Regions from separate parts of the Danio rerio genome. Here region 1 is linked to region 2. A link is a contact called in public HiChIP or PLAC-seq data. All regions are on one chromosome and are shown on one strand. The core of a region is the stretch at or near the end of the contact, and the rest is flanking DNA. Distances in the headings are between cores, read along the strand shown.

Region 1 (3,576 bases), core at 734-3,233, 300 kb after region 2:
AAGTTCTTATCTTATTTTTTGCTTATAAGCTATATAGTCAAGGTGAGTAATGAAAGTTAATCAGTCACACAACGGAAACTATCCAGACTCGCTCGCTCTGACTGATCCCGGACCAGCAGTAAAACTGAGCTGAACTAGATTTGCACATAAAAGTAAACAAAGAAGCCCTCTGTCTTTGAAACCTCGAGCCTATCAACTAGTAGAATCAAGACCCTGCATTATGATATATGAGTACTATCTCATCTGATTAAAAAGGAAAATCTATAAATGGGACTCATGTGTTGAGAGAGAAAACTTTTGAGTGTTTTTCTTGTTTGCTTGTGTCCTTTCGCAGCTTATTTATGTGGGTTTTATGTATCGCTTGGTACATTTGTGGAAGCATTAATTAATAAAAAAGTAACTCGAAGTGAATAAATCTCTATTTTTGGACGAATCGTTGAAATGTTCATTGATCAATGATCAAATGATCATTATCATTAAAATAGGGTCTTATTTTTGTAATTAGCACCATCCTAAAGCTTGTGATTATTCAACACAGATGGTCCATTAGTTATTTAATGTATTTACTAACATGAACTAATAATGAACAATCTTGGACAGCATTTATTAATCCAACATTTACTATTGCATTATTAAAGATGCTAATTGTGCTTGTTAATATTAGTTAAAGCAATGATTATTACAGTGATTAATAAATGCTTTTAATTTTAAAGTATTGCCGTTAATTTTGCTCTCAAGATGAGAAAATGAAGCAAGAAATGTTTTTTTTTTTTTAAATAAACATACATAATTCATATGTGATGGATTAGTTTGTTGGTTGTTGTGGTATAAATAAGAGGCAAATAGAAGGAAATTTGTTGATTACTGATTGTTTACTCCTGATTGTCAATTGTTTGATATGCAGAGCTTTCACAATGTAGAAGAGAATATAAATAGGCTATTTGTTGTTGTCATATATTAATAATGTGTGTGTGTGTGTGTGTGTGTGTGTGTGTGTGTGTGTGTGTGTGTGTGTGTGTGTGTGTGTGTGTGTGTGTGTGTGTGTGTGTGTGTGTGTGTGTGCGTGCGTGCGTGTGGCAGGTTAGCGTAATTAGGCAAGTTATTGTATGACGGTTGTTTGTTCTGTAGACTATTGAAAAAAATACAACTTAAAGGGGCTCATAATTTTGTCTTCAAAACGTTTTTAAAAAAAATAAAAACTGCTTTAATTCTAGCTGAAATAAAACAAATAAGACTTTCTCCAGAAGAAAAAATATTATCAGACATACTGTGAAAAATTCCTTGCTCTGTTAAACATCATTTGGGAAAAATGTAAAAGATTAAAATAATTCTAAGGGGGGCTGATAATTCTGATTTCAGCTCTTTATATGGGACATTCTACCAGAAACATACATTTTTACTCATTAAAAATGTGACAGGGCCTGAACTTACACTTGTTGTGCTCGAAAAATCCTACAAAGCAAGCATAAAATCATAGAATTTAATAATAAAACACTTTGGTCACTGTCAGCTTCTCAATCAAATGGTGTCACTTCCGAGTCATTAAAGCTGTATTCTGTCAGTTAATAAAGAATAAAAACCTGAGAACCAAATTAATGACATATTCCTTTACAGAACAACTCCATCAGTATCAGTAACAAATCAACCGTCAGTAGAAATTATTGCAATAAAAAACTTTTTATTTGCTGTATTTATGTTATTTCAGGGACAGATAATGTTCGTTTCTGGTAGAATGTCACATGTTATGTTAAAACAAACTTTAATTTTGCATGTGACTAATTTTTGGCCTTAACATTAATTTTATATATAAATTATTTTAACACTGCAGAGCCTTTGTAAAGTGATTCAAATCATTCGAATCAATTTGACGACTCATTTGAACCAAAACTTTTTGTTCGACTCGTTCGCCCTGTGAATTGGGTGTAACGTTATTTCCTGTGGGAGGAGGAAGGGTGAGGCTGTGCAGCAAACCCATCTCGCAGTTCACCGACCACACACACATTTTACACACACACCCGGACTGGGGACACGCCGAGAAGGGCGAGCTGGACTCTCTGCCCTAGTTCAGCCATTTATTACCAGCATTATCCACTATTTGACTCTTTTATGCAAGAGAATCGAGCGTTTTTGTACTTTTCAACCAGCTGTTGATTCAAAGTGGACCACGGAAACAAAGCAGACACGGCAACCGGACTGCTGGACCAAACGCGACTTTCCCTGGCAAATGTGGTTTTATTTGTGATTTTCTTGGATGAATCACGCGTGTTAAGGTAAGGAGGATCAATTACCTTATAGACTTTCGTGTCATATCTGTTTGCTGAATTGACTATTTTTAGGTAAACCAGTAATCATTAAAGGGTTTGATCTGGAAAAGTGGTTTAAGGTTAGGAACTTTGGGTGGGGATGTCCTGATCACTTCAAAGAACAGGCGCAGATCTGCTTATAACGTGATTCACAGACAGTGTCCCTCCAGGCTATGTGTTTCCCAGACCGCCTGTTATCTCGGATCTCTCTGTCGCGTCTTCTGTGTCCCCGACATCTGTTGTAATTCGTCTGTTCCAGGCCTCAGAGGGTCCGAGGGGGGCTGTGGTGTTTAACTGGCCCTTGAACAATGCTTTATTTGGAAGTTGCTTGAGTAAATATGCCTCTCTGGGAGGTGAAATGATGTAGCCGCTTTTTGTGTGACTCATGGTCCTGTTTGGGACGGGAAGCATTAAAGCACACTATGATGCGGTGGATGTGATGATGGTATTATTTTGTACAACAACGCTTTATATAGGAGAAGTTTGGGAATAGCACTGGACCAGGACTAAGTATAACTGCATTTTATCTGTGGTAAAGCGCCATGTGATGTGTTGGGAGTATCACAGACAACACCACACCAGTGTGAAATGCTCTAGAGCCAAGTTTACAAGCAAAGATCCCGCAGTGATCTGCATTAAAAACTCACATCCTACATATTCAGGTCACGTGACTGCGTGGAAGAATGTTGTAGTTTTTCTGCCGGATGTGTATTCAGTTATTTGTTTGCCCTTAAGTTTAAAGTAAATTAATAGTCTTTTTGTAAAGTTATGCACATGGTTACAGTCCTATTAGTGTTATAATAAAAGAAGATTTGATGTAGGCTACTGGTGTTTTTATTGGAATAACAGCAGGCCATTACAATGTAAATACAACAGATAAAAGTATAGTACAAACAATACAGAGATTACTTTATTGCCGTAAGCGATACATGACAGTTTAAAAGAAGTGTTTGAGCAATGTTTATTTCTATAGTGCTTTTACAACGTAGATTGTGTTAAAAGCAGCTTATCATAAAAGTTCTAGTAAACTGAAGCTGTGTCAGTCCGGCTTTCAGTGTTTGAGTTCGGTTTGGTGTGGTTTAATTTCACTGCTTAAAGTCTAACAATAGTATAGCAAAAAGGAAGAAAGTAATTATTGTATTGGTGTTATTGGTGAAGTTTGGCCCCCCTCGACGGGGCATCACGTAACAAGCTGGATGTTACCTTTGGTTGGAAACTTTTTGCTTGTTAATTAATAACTGGCTATATTAGAAACGGCGTTGGTGTGTGAAAG
Region 2 (3,506 bases), core at 81-2,580:
AAAGTACAAGTGAGTGAAAGATTGAAGCAGTCCTCTGACTGCCTGGACCTGCTGTCTCGAGCGCAAGGCTGTGTGTGCGTCTGTGTCTGTGGTCACGTGATGTGCATTTTCAGAGGTATAGAGGAAGGAAGGCTGCTCAGAAATGCTACACGCCATTGTGGATGTCAAATCGTTGTCGTTCTAAAATGCCATTTAAAAACAAAGACAGTGTAAACAGGGCCTGAGTGTACTTTTCGCGAGCAGATTTGCAACGGGGGCGGACAGAGGATGGCGATGCCGGTGTTGTCTATCGGACGAACCGTACGTAATATGTACATAGCAGAGCTTGCAAAACTGTGTTTTTTTTGTCGACAACACGAACGTTGTCAACATAACTCACTGGAAATCCAAAATGCTTACACACCGGCGACTTCATTGAAAGAGGAGAGGGTTTAATTTTTGTCGACGGGTCTCCTGCTTCTGCAGTTTAACAAGCACTTCAACAAGCCTGTTTTTTTCTGACGTGACATGGGGGCGTGGCAGCATCGACGATTCTATTTTTTGATTCGATAATCGAAATTGAGCATAAATTTCTATCGATTTCGATTAAAAATCAAAATCGTGACACCCCTAATGCTGATACTCTTTTCTGCTTGTGGGAAAAGTTGATTGTGATGAGCATTGGCTCATTATGTAACTTCCTCATCACTACCTGCATGTGGGTGTGCTAACGTATCTAACTGTGCAACAAAAGATGTGTAGATGTTGGTCATTTAAAATTCAGACATATTACCTCTATAAATTAATAAAAAACGGTAGTTTACCGTAAAAATGAGAAATTACTTTTACGGTTTGTACCGTGTTTTTAATGGTAAAGTACTGGCAACCACAGCTGCTGTTTTTTTACCGTAAATTTTAGGGTTTATTTTTTACAGTGTACTACATGAAGCTAAATCTGATGGGACACGTGATTGTGTGTTCTTGTGCTGTTCTTGAAATATAGTTCATCCAAATAGGTTTTTCAGCCTTATCAATCTATCCAGCAGAAGGTGAACTGTGGTCTCATCTTCTTTGCTCTGAGTCATTTGATCAGTTATGGATAAACTAGACTGCAGGTCACAGTGCTAGTGTGTATGTCAGATTGAGATGCGTCCCAACAGATTGTGAAGCTCAAAGATCACAGCCTTTTAAAGAGAGGAAACAAATATCCTCACAGGAAGAATACAAATGTTCTCATGGGAACTTCCTGTTAGCACTTTTGGCGCTCACAAAGTTCTGCTGACCTCCAGTGTGTTTGCAAGAGGTGATTTGTGTCGGTGGGTCAGTGAGTTCTTGTTTTTAGAGTCATTGTGAAATGCTTGGAGGGATTTCTCAACGCCATCCAGCTGTAATGCTACTGTGTTTTGTGAGTGTGTGTAATACATGAGGTGTCATGTTTGTTTGGGAAACCCGTAAAGAATTACCCAAGCCTGTGAGGAACAGCACTGCAGTGTTATTTGTAATGCTAAAGTTCATTGATGTTTGGAATATTTGAAGCAGCAAGAAACATATACACATCCTCTCTGCAGCCAAATACATATCTTCATACATCTTTCTACTTCATCTACATTGTTTTTCTCCCTCGTTTTCTTCTCTGCACTGCCCTTTTGCTTCCATACTGAAGTAAATGTCATGTAGGATTCCACCACAATAGAGGGTGTGTGTGTGTGTGTTTAAATAGAAAATTAAGACATTGTTTGTTTACTCTGTATACTTTTAGATGTACCTTTACAGGCAGTACATCTTAATTGGTACTTTAAAGGTGTTCAATCAAACTATTACAATTATACACTGTAAAAAAAGGCTGGGTTCCACACAATCGATTTGTGTTGGGACAGCATGAAGGAATTAAGTTAACTTGTTAGTTTTTACAAATTCAAGTGTACTGAACATGAAACAATTAAGTTGTCCCCCAAATAAGCTCAAGAACTGTGTCATTTCAGTTCATTATAAACAAGTAGTTTGAACAAACAGAGTGTATGTGAATATAATTATTACAATGCAAATTTGTTGGAGAACAGTTTCTTTAAAGGTTGAACTAGGAATTGCATTCCTGGATCAAAACAAACACAAGCGCAGGTTGCCAGATTGAGGACCAACAGGATTGAGTCTGACGATCGAGCCTAAAGGCTGATTTAAATCGTGTTCTACATAAAAGCAACGGCAAGCGATAAAAGGTAGGGGTGTCAAAATTAATTGTTTTTTCGGTGCACCACGATGCAAATGCAAACAATTCGGTATCGGTTCAGTAATAATCATAACCGGTTATTATGTACTGACGTAATTTATCTCCTATGCGCTCTGTTGTGAGGGAGGTGAGCACCAGTATTTACAACACTCAGGAGCCAACTTGGGGCCGGCCCGTGGCATAGGCAGTATAGGCAAATGCTAAGGGTGCTGTACATCCAGGGGGGCGCCAGAAATGAGCGCGGTTAAGTTGGTTTTCAATATTCCAGACACATTCAGTTATAGCGGCAATAACTCAAAAACCTCTTACTCTAAAAAGATGTAAAGTGTAAAAATGTTTCTTACAAAAAGACAAAGCTGGTTATGTTTCATAGCTGTCTTTTTCTTTTTCGCTCAATATTATGACCACTGCTCCCTTTAAGCCCTCGCAATATGCGTTAGGCCGGGAGAGCTCACACGTAAGGGACCGTCGGAAAAGTGCTTCTTTTTTCTTTTTTTTTTTGCTCCGCTCAGCGCGAGCTCTCCTGGCTAAACAAATATTGAAAGGGCTTAAGTGTGTGTGTGTGTGTGTGTGTGTGTTTGTTTGTTTGTTTGTTTGTTTGTTTGTTTGTTTAGTGCTGTCTATGTTTGTGAATGAGAGACAGTGTGGTGCTGTGTGTCTGTGTGTTTATACAGATAGCTTGTTATAGCCTCCCCCCAAAATATAACACTATGTATGGAAAGCATCGTCAATGCACCGTGATGCACCGAGATATCGAATTGATCCGAATTGATGGCATGATAATCGTAACCGAACCGAACCATGAGACCAGTATAGGTTGACACTTCTAATAAAAGGAATATTCTCCATATTAAAAGGAGTTTTTTTTCCTCTAACCAACACCTCAAATTGATATATTAGACAGGCTTCTAAGCTTGACAACAGAAAACTGACAATGATCACCCCTGGTACACCTGAGTTTATTCATGTGCTTTATTCAGTGTTAAATGCTAACAATGTGAGTTTGAATGCCATTTTACATGTCATTTATTGCCATATACTAAAAGCAGCTGCAGATAGTTCATCTCAGATCTTGACAATAAAACAAACCATTTGAAATTGAACTTTAGAGCTGTGACTCAAAACAACACATTAGTGATTCAGCATGTACATTTAATAATGTTTAAAAAGTTTAATATGTGTATAATTAGATTGTTAGCCTTAGCACTTCATGAGTGAGTGCATATTCTGTGCTTCTGAATGGCTGTATTTAAATTTCTGTTGTGTTTTGTCTGGTGCAGCAGCCAAATTGCTTATCACT

The links. HiChIP or PLAC-seq counts read pairs in DNA pulled down with a chosen protein or histone mark.
Region 1: an H3K4me3 HiChIP or PLAC-seq map of embryo shows a contact between it and region 2, with 4 times the contacts expected there. The contact joins two enhancer-like sites. A contact is called at or near these places in 1 of 18 Hi-C or Micro-C datasets (caudal fin) and 2 of 4 datasets of contacts at active chromatin or transcription factors (caudal fin and embryo).

What each region holds. Positions count from the first base shown.
Region 1 is chr2:46,695,703-46,699,278 of GRCz12tu, forward strand. No RefSeq gene overlaps it. Among named protein-coding and RNA genes, the nearest start is that of itgb1b, 21 kb to the right of the region's middle. Within about 2 kb of position 1,984, at least 57 of the 62 cell types and tissues checked have an H3K27ac peak or open chromatin away from gene starts, as enhancers often do.
Region 2 is chr2:46,391,536-46,395,041 of GRCz12tu, forward strand. All of the region lies in intron 2 of pard3ab (par-3 family cell polarity regulator alpha, b), which reads left to right. Among named protein-coding and RNA genes, the nearest start is that of pard3ab, 42 kb to the left of the region's middle. Within about 2 kb of position 1,331, at least 9 of the 62 cell types and tissues checked have an H3K27ac peak or open chromatin away from gene starts, as enhancers often do.